Regions from separate parts of the Rattus norvegicus genome. Here region 1 is linked to region 2. The links are chromatin contacts, called in public Hi-C maps. All regions are on one chromosome and are shown on one strand. The core of a region is the stretch at or near the end of the contact, and the rest is flanking DNA. Distances in the headings are between cores, read along the strand shown.

What was found. Hi-C and Micro-C count contacts between places; a contact is called where the count stands out from the background.
Region 1: a Hi-C map of Schwann cells shows a contact between it and region 2, with 4 times the contacts expected there. The contact joins the promoter of Unc5b here to the enhancer-like site in region 2. A contact is called at or near these places in 12 of 12 Hi-C or Micro-C datasets (the A7r5 cell line, the Rat2 cell line, Schwann cells and 7 more).

Annotation. Positions count from the first base shown.
Region 1 is chr20:29,302,343-29,308,583 of GRCr8, reverse strand. Unc5b (unc-5 netrin receptor B) reads left to right here and starts at 1,314. Exons shown (of 17, transcript NM_022207.2): 1 at 1,314-1,713. The coding sequence starts at 1,632.
Region 2 is chr20:29,260,177-29,267,207 of GRCr8, reverse strand. The region is part of intron 1 of Unc5b (unc-5 netrin receptor B); the gene reads left to right. Among named protein-coding and RNA genes, the nearest start is that of Slc29a3, 35 kb to the right of the region's middle. Within about 2 kb of position 3,212, at least 41 of the 93 cell types and tissues checked have an H3K27ac peak or open chromatin away from gene starts, as enhancers often do. A contact at or near this core is called in Schwann cells, where this site is marked.

The sequences.
Region 1 (6,241 bases), core at 65-2,564, 43 kb before region 2:
CCTGGTCAGCCGATGAGGGATAGGGGGCAGCAAGGAGACGTTTGGTATCTGTCAGCTCCTTCTCAGAGCCAATCTAGGCCTCAGGGAGAGACCCCAAGTGCTCCTCTCACCACATCCAAGGTCTCACGATGTAAGCGCCCTGGCCTCAAACTCACCAAGATTGTCCTGCTTCTGCCTCCTGAGTGCTGGCATTAAAGGTGTGGGCCACCATATTCACCTGGAGGGTTTTTTCCCCTATCCCCTTCACACCTTCACTCAAAGCTTGGACCAATGGTCCCACTTCTCTCCTCTATAAAAGAGTGTATATGGTACTTCTTCATAGAGTTGTGGAATTAGCTGAAATGGTGCCTATTCATGGGCTTCCACACTGGAATGCTGATAGTTTCATGTGAGGTGATGTCTATCTCCCAAGTCTCATCTGGTCACATTAGCTTATCACCCTTGGGTGATGACGGCTTCCCTCAAGACTTGCCACCATTTGTGCCCCGCTTTCTTGCTTTCTTCCTATTTCCTACATTCCGTTCCTCAATCCCTAAGGAGACAGCTGACATCATTATTCCCCATTTCGCAGGTGACAATGACGGAGACAGCTAAGCAGCTCCTTCAAGGTCAAGTACTTAAGGAGCGGAACCAAGTTTATACACTGAGCCAAGCACAGCAGCAGGCCCCTCCCCACACATGTCCTTTTATCAATTGGGCTGTTTCACCATATCCCAGGATGAGCCATCCTTCCGGATCCTACGTAGAGTTCTAGTTCTGTCCTGGGTCGTGGAGACAAATAGAACCAATCACTATCCGAACTCATGCCCAAATATCCACAGCTGGAACTCCCCACCTACATCCTCCGCTCCAGCAGGACTTGGGTGTTTGACATTTTTCTTAAACACCCCCCCACCCCTTTTGAGATAGAATCAAAAGCGAAAGCTGATTCACACCCAAGCTAAGAAGGGCACGAATGTTTATTTCCTTTATTTTTGGAAAGAAAATCCGGTAGACTCGGGCCGCTTTCAGTGAACCGGCTTTCCGGTGCTTTGGAGCCTACGTTCTTCAAGGATCCCCTCTGATAGGCCCCAGCTCGGCCGCGCCTACACAGAGGTAGGGCACCCCCCTCGCTGGGCCCCGTGGCTCCGCCCTCGTCCTTCAGGCCCCGCCTCCTATCGTGTGAGTCCCCGGCCCGGCCCGCTGACTCTAGGGCGAGCGCGCGGCGGCGCTGGGCATTGTGGCCAGCAGCGGGGCGGGCGAAGGTGCCGAGCCGCGGGGAGCGGCAGGGCGCGGAGGGGAGCGCACACCCCACTTGGACAGACTTTGCGGCGCGGCCGCTGCGAGCGCCACTGAGCGCACTCCACTGGGATCGCGCAACTTCGGAGCAGGGCGCGGACGGCGGTCGCCGCCGGAGAGCGCGGAAAGGGCGCACCAGAGCCGGGTTCCCCAGCGGCGTCCACTCCCGGAGCGCTCCGAGCCTCCGGGCAGTCTCCCGGCGCTGCGTGGTTGCCGCTGCGCCCACGGAGGGCACGGGCTGGCGCTGCCGGGCGCCTGCGAGGACGGCGAGGCGGCGGCGAAGGCGAAGGCGGCGAGGCTGGGGACCGGGAAAGAACCCCGAGGGAGAGGCGCCCGGGCCGGGCGACAGGAGCATGAGGGCCCGGAGCGGGGCGCGGGGCGCGCTGCTGCTGCTGGCGCTGCTGCTCTGCTGGGATCCGACACCGAGCTTAGCAGGTAGGAGCGAGAGGGAGTGGGATAGGGGATGTGGTTCTGGCGCGTCCCAGCGTCCAACTGCAAGTTCGGGTGGTTCTTGGCGGAGTCACTGCGCTCGGAGAACGCAATGGACGCACCCAAGTTAAAAGGCAGCTTCGGTGCCCGAGAGAGGGGGCGACGCGTGGCCACCTTGGGTGCCACGTAAGCTCGAAGCTCCCTTCTCCTGCCTCCAAGGATAGTTGCTAACTATGGAATGGGGTCTGATTCACTTCCAAGTGACCCCTGATTGCCACCGAAAAACTGTCGCTGCCAGAGCCAGGTGTGCGTTCGCTGCGGTTCGCCTGCAACTTAAGTCTGAGTACACGCTCCCTCGGGCTGCACGAGCAGCATTCTGCGGGTCACGGAGAGAGAGCGGGAGACTGCGGAACCCTGGAAGCGCTTCTTCCCCTCGGCCTTTGGGGAGCCGAGGTCTGAAGGCTTTAGCTATTGAAGGGGGAGGGGCCGAGTCCTGTGCTCTCCGCAGGTACGGCTCGGGCGGTTATAGAAAGGTTTTGTGGTTGGTGGATTGTTTTGGGGTGAGTGTTGGCAGAGAGTGGAGGGGCGTAATGTGTCCCCTTTCGACTTTGCCTGTTTTATATAGGTTATTGACGTTCTCGCTGTCCGGGGATTAGACCAAGTGAGCTCGCCTCTGCACTGCCCCTGGACCCAGTAAAGATGCTCTAAGAGGGTTTGGCGGACTCCTAAGTTTATAAAGTCCCCAATTCTCCTCTCTCACCGCGAACGTGGAAGTGTCTTGCTAGCTCTGTAGTAGCTCGGCTAGGCGTTGCAAAGGGGGCTGAGTCTTCCTTGGAAGGAAAAGTATACACTCATACCAACCTCTCTGGTACCCAAGCAGGTGAACTGTCATTAGGGTGAATCAACTCTCGGAGGTGATTTGGGGACTGGAGGACCACCCTATACAAAGACCTCCCTGAGAATGGGGAAAGAAAACTAGCAGAAAGTGCTTGAGTTGACGCATCTCTCCCCACCCCACCACCCTCAGTGATGATGGCATCCGCTCTCCCCTCCTCCCCACCTCTCTCTTTCTTCTAGAGCTAAAGGTCCCTCCTCTGGAATGAACGATTCCCACGGCTTGAGCTTGCTTTTAGCACATCCCCCCACTTTTTATTTCTCCCCAAGCCTTGTGCTGTAAAGTTACAACACTCAATCATTTGATCCAAGTTAATTATGATTTGGGCAGACTCGGGTATTTAAAGCAGTGTTTTGAAGTTAGAAGGTAATGATGGGGAGGGGGAGGAGGCACGCTAAATAACCAGCCTCCTTTTAAAGGGTGCACTTAGATGTGGGAGGGGCAGGATTGGGTGTGAGTTTCTGTTTAAGAGTGTCTGGGGGTGACTGGAGGGTAGAGTGAAGTCTTTGCAAATAGTACGTGGGCCAGGTTGCATCCTGGGAAACGTTTTTCCCCCCCATATTTATCAGCAGGGTAGTGGGATCGGGAATAGATACCACAGTTACTGGGGGTGGGGCTCCATTTAGAGAAAAATGGGACTGCTGGGCTCTGGGTGGGTGGGCTGGGCCAGGAATGCTGGAGGTGGCCTGCGTTTTCTGCTTAACAAAGCATTCAGCCCCCATCTACCCCGGAAGAAGCCCCAGGCCCAGGGCTTTGATGGATTTGGGCATGAACGGTGCCCAGTCAGAAATGGCCTGTAATACCCAGCTTTGATTTCTCACCAGTGAGCTGAAGCGGTGTTGGAATTGTGTTCATTCCATGGCATGGTGGGGGGGCCTCCTGCCCACTAGTCTGGAGAAGGGCCAGCTGCTGGGGTCTGCCTGCAGCCTTCCTTTGCCTAGAATACGCTGCCTTTCTTACCTTCTGGAGGGAGAGCATGCCTCTTCCTCCCACACAGCCTGGTTTCCCCAATGCCATAGGCACAGAGCATCTTTCTACCAGAATGCTCTTTGGGTTTTTTCCAGTGACTCCCTCCTGATCCCATTTCACAGATGGGGAAAAGCGAGGCTAGAGCTCAGTCTTTCTCCACATCTCATCTTCTTCACACTGATTTCTGACTAGGACACTGGGCTCCTTTATATTAGTTAGGTCAACTTCGACTGGGGGGATGGGGTGCCCTTCAGAACCCTTCCATCTGGCTGTGTTGAGATCTGCTGCCGAGGTAGGAGAGATTACTGGGAAGGCTCCAAACAAAGTACAGGTAGTTCCTCCTTTCTCCTGAGATTCTGGTAGTCAACTCCTTGAGAGTGCTGAGGTTTTTTGTGTTTTGTGGGGTTTTTTTGTTTGTTTGTTTGTTTTGGTTTGGTTTTTTTTTTGTTTTGTTTTTTTTTTTGCACTAAGTTTGGTGGTGAAAGAATCAAAACCAGACCCCTAGAACTGCAGGCCCTTAGGAAGACACCAGCCAGCAAGTGACTGGCTGGGAGAGGCCACTTCAAAGGCCCTGGGTTGCTCTGGGAGCTTCCTTCTACCCCTCCCTACTCATGCAACCCTTCCAAGGCCTCTGGCTGGGACAGTTGAGCCGGAGTTGAGAGCTCTTGATCAGTCTTTTAAAGCTGCAATTAAAGCGGGAGTTTTCCCAGCGTCTGAGCTGGTGCCGCTTCTGTGGCTTTTGGTTGGTGCCTTAACCCTTAGCTCCCTCTGCACCCACCGAAGCGGGCACCCATCTCGCTTAAACAAATGGAAATCCAAGTGTCTTAATGGGCTTTCTCATTAAAGTGTGGAAGTGCAGGAGAGGAATTTCTCCCCGGAATCTCTCTGCTCTGGTTCCTCCCCTCCCCCTTGCATAGTGGGGAATTCCGTAGGACCTGACAACCCCCATGTTTTTAACTGCTGGAGCTTTGGGAAGTGTTTGGAGTTGCCCAAGGTCACAGTGGAGCTCAGCAGAGACAGGATTCGAACTCAGGGCCCAAGGGCCTGCCTCAGCTATTGTTTCAACCTTTCTTCCCTCACCGGAAGGCTGTTCAGGATGCTGAGTGAAATTGAGACGCTACCTAAGTAGGGCACTGAAAGGTAGAATTCCTTTGGCAATTGGATTTCACTGGACTTGTAGCAGGAATAGGGAGGGAGGGTTGATTGGGACGCAGGAATCCTGCTCAACAGAACACAGCTGGACCAAGGGTTGGGCATAGGGTTCCTAAGACCGGGTAGATGCTCACAAATGACACCAACATCCAGCACTGGCTGTAGCAAAACATAGGCCAACGGCTAAGCTCCTTAGCCTGTAGAGTGAGTCAGATGGCAACCGTTTACAACAGGGTCACATTCATTTGTAGAGTTGGGAGCCCAACTGTCTCCACTGGTTTGTTTATGGAATCCTTAGGTGAAAGGCACCATGACCCCATTCTCTTCCGTCCGGGATAGCATGAGGTTTGGGCTCTCCAGCGTCCTTTCCCTGAGTCACCCCATGTCTAGGGTGGCTATGGGCTGAACTTTGGGAGACAGCAGGGTGAGCTGTATCCCTTCCATCTCAGGTGCTTGGGCAGCAAGGCTGGTGATCCTGAGTGAACACTACCTAATCCTCCCTGGGGCTGGTACCATCCTGGGGACTCCGGAGTAGAGTTTTAGGTAGCAAGGAGGCAGATGGAAGCTCAGGTCTGTAGGGACCACGCAAAGGGCTGGGCACGGGGCTGAGTTGAGGTTGGTGGCCTTGGGCCCAGAGAAACTGCTGCTTAGGCAGATGGCCTCCAGGGGGAAGGGGGAGGCTGCTGCCAGGCCTGAGCTGGCTCCCCTACTTAGTGGCCTTCTCCTCCGCCTCTCCACCAGCTTCCTAAACAGCTTCCACAAATGGAGTCATTAAAGCTGTGAAGGCAGAATGAACCCAAACAAGTGCGGGCAGTGCTCCCCCCACCCTCACCCCTTTAAAGGAAATTTAGAATCCCATAATGAGAATCATTCAGGAAAAAAAGCATGAGTCCGAAGGGACCGAGAACCCTGCTACCCTCCGGATTGGCTGGGTCCTGAAATCTGGGCTGGAGCGCCACCTCCTGCCCCATTTGGATCCGGTCCGGGCATCGCACCGGGGGTGGGGATGGAAGGTGAGGGGGGCTCCTGCCCCACACTCCCCGGTGCCCGGGCCATTTTGGTAAGCTAGGGCAACAAGTGAGCCCCTCCTAAAGCCTTCTGGGAGAAGACTGGCACTCTGAAGCCGACTGCCGGCTGTTCCCAGGGAGTTCGTTGACAAGCCAAATCTGGATCGTCGGATCTAGAGGCTGTGGATCGGAACGGAACTCCGCTGCAGCCGGCGGGCAGACAAGCCCAGACTGAGCTCCCTAAGCCACAGGTCCCCACCCCCCACGCGCCTTCCTCTGGCTCCTAGGCTTCCCGAGGCTAATGGCAGGGAAAACATTTGCTGAAGTGCAGGCATAAATCAGCTGTCTACCCCCTCCCTCCTTTTGTGTCGTTTTCCCTCCCAAAGCTCTGGGGCTGCTAGGAGCTCCTGTTTTTCCCTTCTCTACAAAGCCGCCTGATTAGCATCTCTGGAGCTTGGAGGTTGGATTCCGTACAGTCACCTGGTGTCCCCAAGTACCAACCACTCTCCAC
Region 2 (7,031 bases), core at 1,963-4,462:
AGAAGCCCAGCATCTTGAAATTGGCAGAGCAAATTAAAATGATCCCATGTCCCAGATGGGAAAATCAAGGCCCTGTGAGAAGTGGACACTCTGAGGACAGCCCACTGGGGTGTCAGACAGCACCAGTGGCTTCCAGACCAAGAAGGGCATGGGATGGTAGAAGCTAGAGATGAGAAATTCCTATGCTTGTGAGGTGTCAGTGGTTGATGCCCGCTGCATGGAGATGGGGGGGGGGAGGGGGAGGGGGGAGGAGAGGGAAGAGGGGGAGGGGAGGAGGACTGGGAGGAGGGGGAGGAGGAGGAGAGGGAGGAGGGGGAGGGGGGGAGGAGGAGGAGGTCATGCCTATGCTCCTGTGTGAAATTCTCAAGTAACAAAATATTTAGGCTGTGTGTGTCCGTGCACACCTTTAATCCCAGCACTATGGAGGTAGAGGCAGGCAGATCTCTCTGAGTTCAAAGCTAACCTCTTATACAGAGTTCTGTCTTGAAAAACAAAAACAAAAAATTTAAAAACACCAAAAAAAAAAAAAAACCCAAAACCAACCAATCAAACAAACGAACAACAAAACGAAAAAAAAAAAAAATTAAGCCATCAAGGGGCATGGTGGAACGGGTTGGGTTTTACTTTTATATTTTTTTTTCCCAAACCATTCTTAATGTCATTTAATGTCAACAGTATGATTATCTTTACAATCAGAACGGACCAAAGCTTTTTTATTTATTTATTTATTTAATTTATTTATTTAATTAATTAATTTTTTAAGTAAATTTACTTATATGTGTCAGGGATTGAACCCAGGGCCTATGCATGCTGGTTAAGTGCTGAACTGCTGAACTTTGCCCCCAGCTCAAAGGAAAGAGTTTTAAAATAAAGTCCCTGTGATGCCCCTGGGGGTCTAGTGCCCAGTGGTTCTACTGATCATGTGCTGTGTGATCGAAGGCCCAAACATACCCTCTCTGGTTCTGTTTCGGGGGACAGTTATCAGTTGAGCTCTGAGGATCCGGCTTTCCAGTCGGTTTCTGTGGCCCAGGCTCTCCTGTACCCCAACTGCTACCCTGATTCCAAGGAAGCTGGGCAGCAGAGACAGAGAAAAGCCTACCTAGTGGGCCCACCTCTACAGACAGGGCCCTGGGCCACCATGGAGTTTGCTCTGTAGTGACCTAGGGTCTGTACGCCAAGGACACAGTGAAGGTGAGGGGCTGGTGTGGGATGCTTGTCTCAGGAATGCCCTGCGCTCACAGCATTGGAGCTGAGATGGTTCCGGAAGAGCTGGGAACCTGGGGAAGGGACACAGTCTAAAGAGAGAGGTCAGGGAGGGTTGTCCCAGGGGCTGGAGCTGCCCAGATGGCTCAGAGCAGGAAATGTGCGTTTCTTTTTTTTAAACATTTATTTGTACATGTATATAGAGTTTGGAGGATGGTGTAGAACATTCCTCTATTATTTGTCACCTTAGTTTTTTTTTCTTTTTTCTTTTTTTTTCGGAGCTGGGGACCGAACCCAGGGCCTTGTGCTTGCTAGGCAAGCGCTCTGCCACTGAGCGAAATCCCCAACCCTGAAATGTGCGTTTCTAAAGTGGGGTTAGGGAAGCTGTTGCAGGGACTACAGAGGACTCTCAAGATGGCCCCAGGGTGAGACCAGGGGGGCAAAAGAAAAAGTCTCCAGTCCAATGGGGAAGGGCCTGCAGGCTGCGGGGCTACAGGAAGGAGTGGGGTTGCCATGTGGTCTGAAGCATCAAATGGTTATCCACAGCATCTGGCTGTGGGGTGAAAGAAGAGAGTACTAGGAACACACTCCCACCCCGTCCATATACCAGGGACACACTCCCACCCCGTCCATGTACCAGGGACACACTCCCACCCCGTCCATGTACCAGGGACACACTCCCACCCCGTCCACAGAACCAGGGACACACTCCCACCCCGTCCATGTACCAGGGACACACTCCCACCCCGTCCATGTACCAGGGACACACTCCCACCCCGTCCACAGAACCAGGGACACACTTCCCACCCCGTCCATGTACCAGGGACACACTCCCACCCCGTCCATGTACCAGGGACACACTCCCACCCCGTCCACAGAACCAGGGACACACTCCCACCCCGTCCACAGAACCAGGGACACACTTCCCACCTTGTCCATGTACCAGGGACACACTCCCACCCCGTCCATGTACCAGGGACACACTCCCACCCCGTCCATGTACCAGGGACACACTCCCACCCCGTCCATGTACCAGGGACACACTCCCACCCCGTCCATGTACCAGGGACACACTTCCCACCTTGTCCACAGAAGCAGCTGAGTGTTTGGTGGAATTTGAAATTGCAAGTCACCCAAAAAAAAAAAAAAAAAAAAGGGTGGAAGGCTGGCATCCCCTGAAGAGAGATGGCAGCATTATCGTAGCGGGCCGCAGGAATGGAGCCTCTGTCCCTGCCAGGATATGGTTTTGATGTGTAGGGAGATGGTAATGGGTGATTTCTGGTTTGGAGTGTGTGATCCTGTGGGTATAAGCTTAGCTCATTGTTTGGCTGAGGTGCCCACAAACAGGTCTGGAACATGGGAGGGTCAGATGAAGGGGAAGGGGCCCACATGCTAGGCTTGAGGCCAAGGCCTGATTCTCACCAAGACGACAGATACAGCTATTCTCAGTGGTCCAGAGGATCATCAATGCGATTGGATGGTCTTGGGTGTATCCTTTAGCTGTTGAGCCTCAGTTTCTAGCCCTGTAAAATGGAACATGTTGTTTGGCTGGTGTGTGTGGTACCATACAGGCTTTTAAATGCCGCGAGTGAGATTGAAGGTCATTTTCTGGAAGAGGGGGGATAAAAGACCTTCGTCCTCTTACCTAGGAGAGGAGGAAGCAGAAGACCATTCCTCAGGGCTCTGACCCCACCAAACCTGGCACTGAAGTTAACTATGGAGGTGTCCATGCCAGAGAACCCAGGGTTCAGGGGAATGATCCGGAGGGAGGGCAGCAGTATAGCTTCCCCAAGGACCGTGTGTCCATCCCCACTCTTGTAAGTGGGAATGTCTGAGCCTCAGAGGGAGACCCTCCTGAGGTTGCAAGTCCCAGCCCTCTTGGCAAGACTGCTTCCTGTGGCCATCACAGGAAATGACATCATGGGCATGGATGGGTCTGTGGAGGGTGTGGGAACAGGGCTGGGTAAGAGAGGCCTTCTTTGTTAGGAACAACTTGGTATCCTCCAAGCTGGCCAGCCCCCATTTGTCATGAGTAACGGGCATTGTAACAGCCTCTGAGGGGGACCGCAGCCTGAACCCCACAGGAGCCGGGGCCAGATGGAGGCAGTGTTTTGCGTCCAAGGAGGGGTCCACCCTGTGGGGTTTGTGTTTTTAAAACATAATAATAAGTTGGCTCGTCTCCTCCAGCTCTGCCCGCTTCCAACCGAGCACAGCGGCCCACAGTGAATGGGAGAGATTCTCCATGCAGTGGGAGTCAGGGCTGGGAGAATTAGCTAGTGTCCAGGGGCTGAGGAGCCACTGTGAGGATTGATGATAAATGTGCCCAGCATGGGACAGCTCTGTGCACACGTCCCTTACCCCCTCCTCGCCTCCCTGTCCTGTGCCAGCCAGCCTGAAGCAGAACTCTGATCTGGTCGAGTTAGTTTGTTGTGTGATGTTGTTAGTGCCTCTCATTTCTGAGCTGGTAACATGCAGGGGTCCAGACAACTTTCTTCAAAGGGTTCAGGTGACCATGGCCGAGGACCCGAAGTACAGATCTCCAGATCCTTGCCCATGGCTGGAGGCCATCCCCCACCTGCTGCCCAGACTGCAGGACCACTGCTCTCGGGGCACATTTTCATCTGGTTCCTTGGGTGACAACCCTCATGGAGACCCCCTGAAGTTAGCAGACAAAGGGCAAACCACCTTCTCAGATCTAATTCGGATTGAGGATTTGAACCAGGTCAGAGAAGGTTCTAGACAACCTGCCCACTTCTGCCCAGCCTGAGCCTGGAGTCAAAGGTCACCTCAGGGAAAGCAAAGCTACTCCTTCTTCATAAAAGGCCTAGAATGGGGCTAGAGAGATGGCTCAGCGGTTAAGAGCACTGACTGCTCTTCCAGAGGTCCTGAGTTTAATTCCCAGCAACCACATGGTGGCTCACAACCATCTGTAAAGAGATCCGATGCCCTCTTCTGGTGTGTCTGAAGACAGCTACAGTGTACTTACATATAATAAATGAATAAATCTTTTTTTAAAAAAGGACTAGAATGGGGTGAGGTGACATGTGCCTATAATTGAAGCACTCAGGAGGCTGGGGCAGGACGATCAGATTTGCTCTGCCTCCTGCCTACCCTAGTGCCTTAGATCCTGACACCTCGGTGTCTTCATGGCTGGGGAGAAGCCTGTGGACTGAACAATCTCGCCATTCCCACTGCCCGTGTCCATCATGTCTCCTGACGTGAACACTGAAGTCCATTGGAAGTGTGGTACATCCTCTGTCCTCCAGAACAGTCACTGAGGCTGCTAAGGCGACTCGGATCTCCCACATACAGTGCCTGCACAGCTTACTGGTCCCCATATCCACCTGTGTCCCTGGCCAAGAGAACAGTGAACTCCTCCCTATGAGGACAGCAGTGTGGGTTGACTCAAACCTGGCCTTAGAGACAGGAGACAAAAGAGTTTGAGAATCTGGGGGCTGAGGTGAGGTGAGGTGGCTGTGTGACCTCACCATGATTAGCGTGCTGGTTGGGATCCCCAGAGACCAGGAAGCTGGTCTTGTGATCTTCAAGGTCAGTGTCATGACTGGAATGGCCAGCAGGTGGCACCTGTGAGTCATTGTTGGTCTGTCAAAGCAGCCAAGGGGTGGGTGTGTGTGTGTGTGTGTGTGTGTGTGTGTGTGTGTGTGTGTGTGTGTGTGTGTGTGTATGTTAGAAACTAGGATCCATAGATCTACCTATGAAAAATAACATGAAATAACTCTGAGTTACCATACTTATGGTGACAATTTTCAGGTCTGCCCCCCCTTCGCTGCAGAATTTTATTTTTGTGGATGAATAAACTTCCACTGTGTGTATCTACCACATTTTCATTTTCTTTCATTGATAGGCATTTATGCTGATTCAGTTTCCTTGCTGTTGTGAGGAGAGCAGTGGTGCACGTGGCCGTGTGACTGAACCAGGTGTTCTGTGAGTGATGACTCAACAGCTTTCATACTGAGTTCCTCGGCTCTGACTACATCATAACAATAACAATAACAACAACAACAATAATAAATTCTTGGTGGCCTTGTGATACCATTAAAACTGATAAAGCGACTAACGGCTAGAAAGTACAGGTGGCTGTGTTGACGGTGGTCTTGAGTTGTATCTGGGGGCTAGGAACTCTCCTCTAAGCAGGGCCAGGCAGAGTAGCCCCCAGGAACCCCCAGTACTTCATCCTTGGCTGTTGCCAGAGGACCTGGTAGTGGTTACCACACATGCCGCACCATGTTGGTGGTGGGCATAGCCAGATTTTTTGTTTCTTGGGTTCAAACCTTAGCTCAACCATATGATCTTGAGCAACTTGTCAGCCAGCCTCTCTGAGCCTCAATTTCTCTTCTATAAAATGAGGACAGCAGGCTGGGCAGTGGTAGCGCACACCTTTAATTCCAGCACTCAGGAGGCAGAGTCAAGTGGATCTCTGTGAGTTCAAGGCCAGCCAGGTCTATAGAGTGAGTCCAGGACAACCAGGGCTACTCAGAGAAACCCTGTATTGAAAAACAAACAAGCAATCAAATGAATGAAGACAACAGAACACACCTTAGAGGGTTGTTGCAAGAATTTGATTAACTCAGCTGTTCCCAAGTACTCAATGACTCACTGCCTAGGTGGGCATTTGCTAAGACTAAAATGGGGCAATGTGCCAGGCCCACTCCAAACCACTGTGTGATCTTCAAAGCAGCCTATCAGGAGGCTGGAACTTCCCTCCAGTCTTCCTTAGCAACAAGAGCAGGATACCCATAAGACACACTCTCTGGTCCATATAGAAAGGGCTGGAAGCAATGGCTTTGCATCCCATTGGCTGGCTTCTCCTTAACCACTAGGTTTGGGGAGGGTGTGTGTGTGTGTGTGTGTGTGTGTGTGTGTGTGTGTGTGTGTGCTCGCGTGCCTTAGGAGAGTCTCCTGGTGCATAGAGAGAAAAAACAGACATGTTTTGTTTATTCTGGTCTTACGGAAGGACTGTGTATCCCCTGCCCCTCTGCCTACAGGGGGGTTCCTTAGGGCCACACGCAACATTTTGACCTGAAGGACAAGTGCATGATCCCTATATAGGCCTCCCGGGACCCCTCTGCCTCTACAAGCACTTTGCTGGTGGGAGGACACACACACACACACACACACACACACACACACACACACACACGGCGCCCTGTATTTGATTCCATTTTCCCAGTAGTGAACACAGAGCACAAGCCCCCCACTGCTTGTCCCAAGCTGCTGCCTGATTGTTCTGAATTTGTGATGTAAAGCCAATTTTCCTAAGTGAATTGTGGCCAATCACAGGCCTGGCCTGCTCTCCTCCCTTCCTGTTTGTCTCACCTCCCAAGGTGCTGTTCTTTCCAGAGACACAGGCTTTTCCACCAGGCCACATGGGGGAGGAGGTGGCCGCCGGCTTAGCCTAGCTGTGTGCTCTAAGGGTTCCCCTGTGTTCTGCTGCGGGTATGAGCCAGAGAAGAGCCTGTGGAGTGCTTAGAGCCCTGGGCTTGGCATTACCATGTCCCCCACAACACACCCCGAAGGTCCTGGATGTCTCTGTGTCCCCAGTGGGGCCGCAGAGGGCGATGGTGGCTTTGAGGCAGAACTGGCCTGGTTTATGCTTTAGCGCCAAACTGTGGTACATTGAGGCTTCGGCGTGGGAGGTGACTGAAGCCAATCAGAGCCAGAGTTGGAGATATGGGCAGATCTAATGGCGGTGTCCTTGTCTCTGGATCACTAACCTCCCAGGGCTGGCCAGGCCGGAAAACTGCAGGCTCTGGAGACGTTGCATGAATGGTGGTGCAGGTCCCCAGGATGAGGTGCCCAGCCCGGAC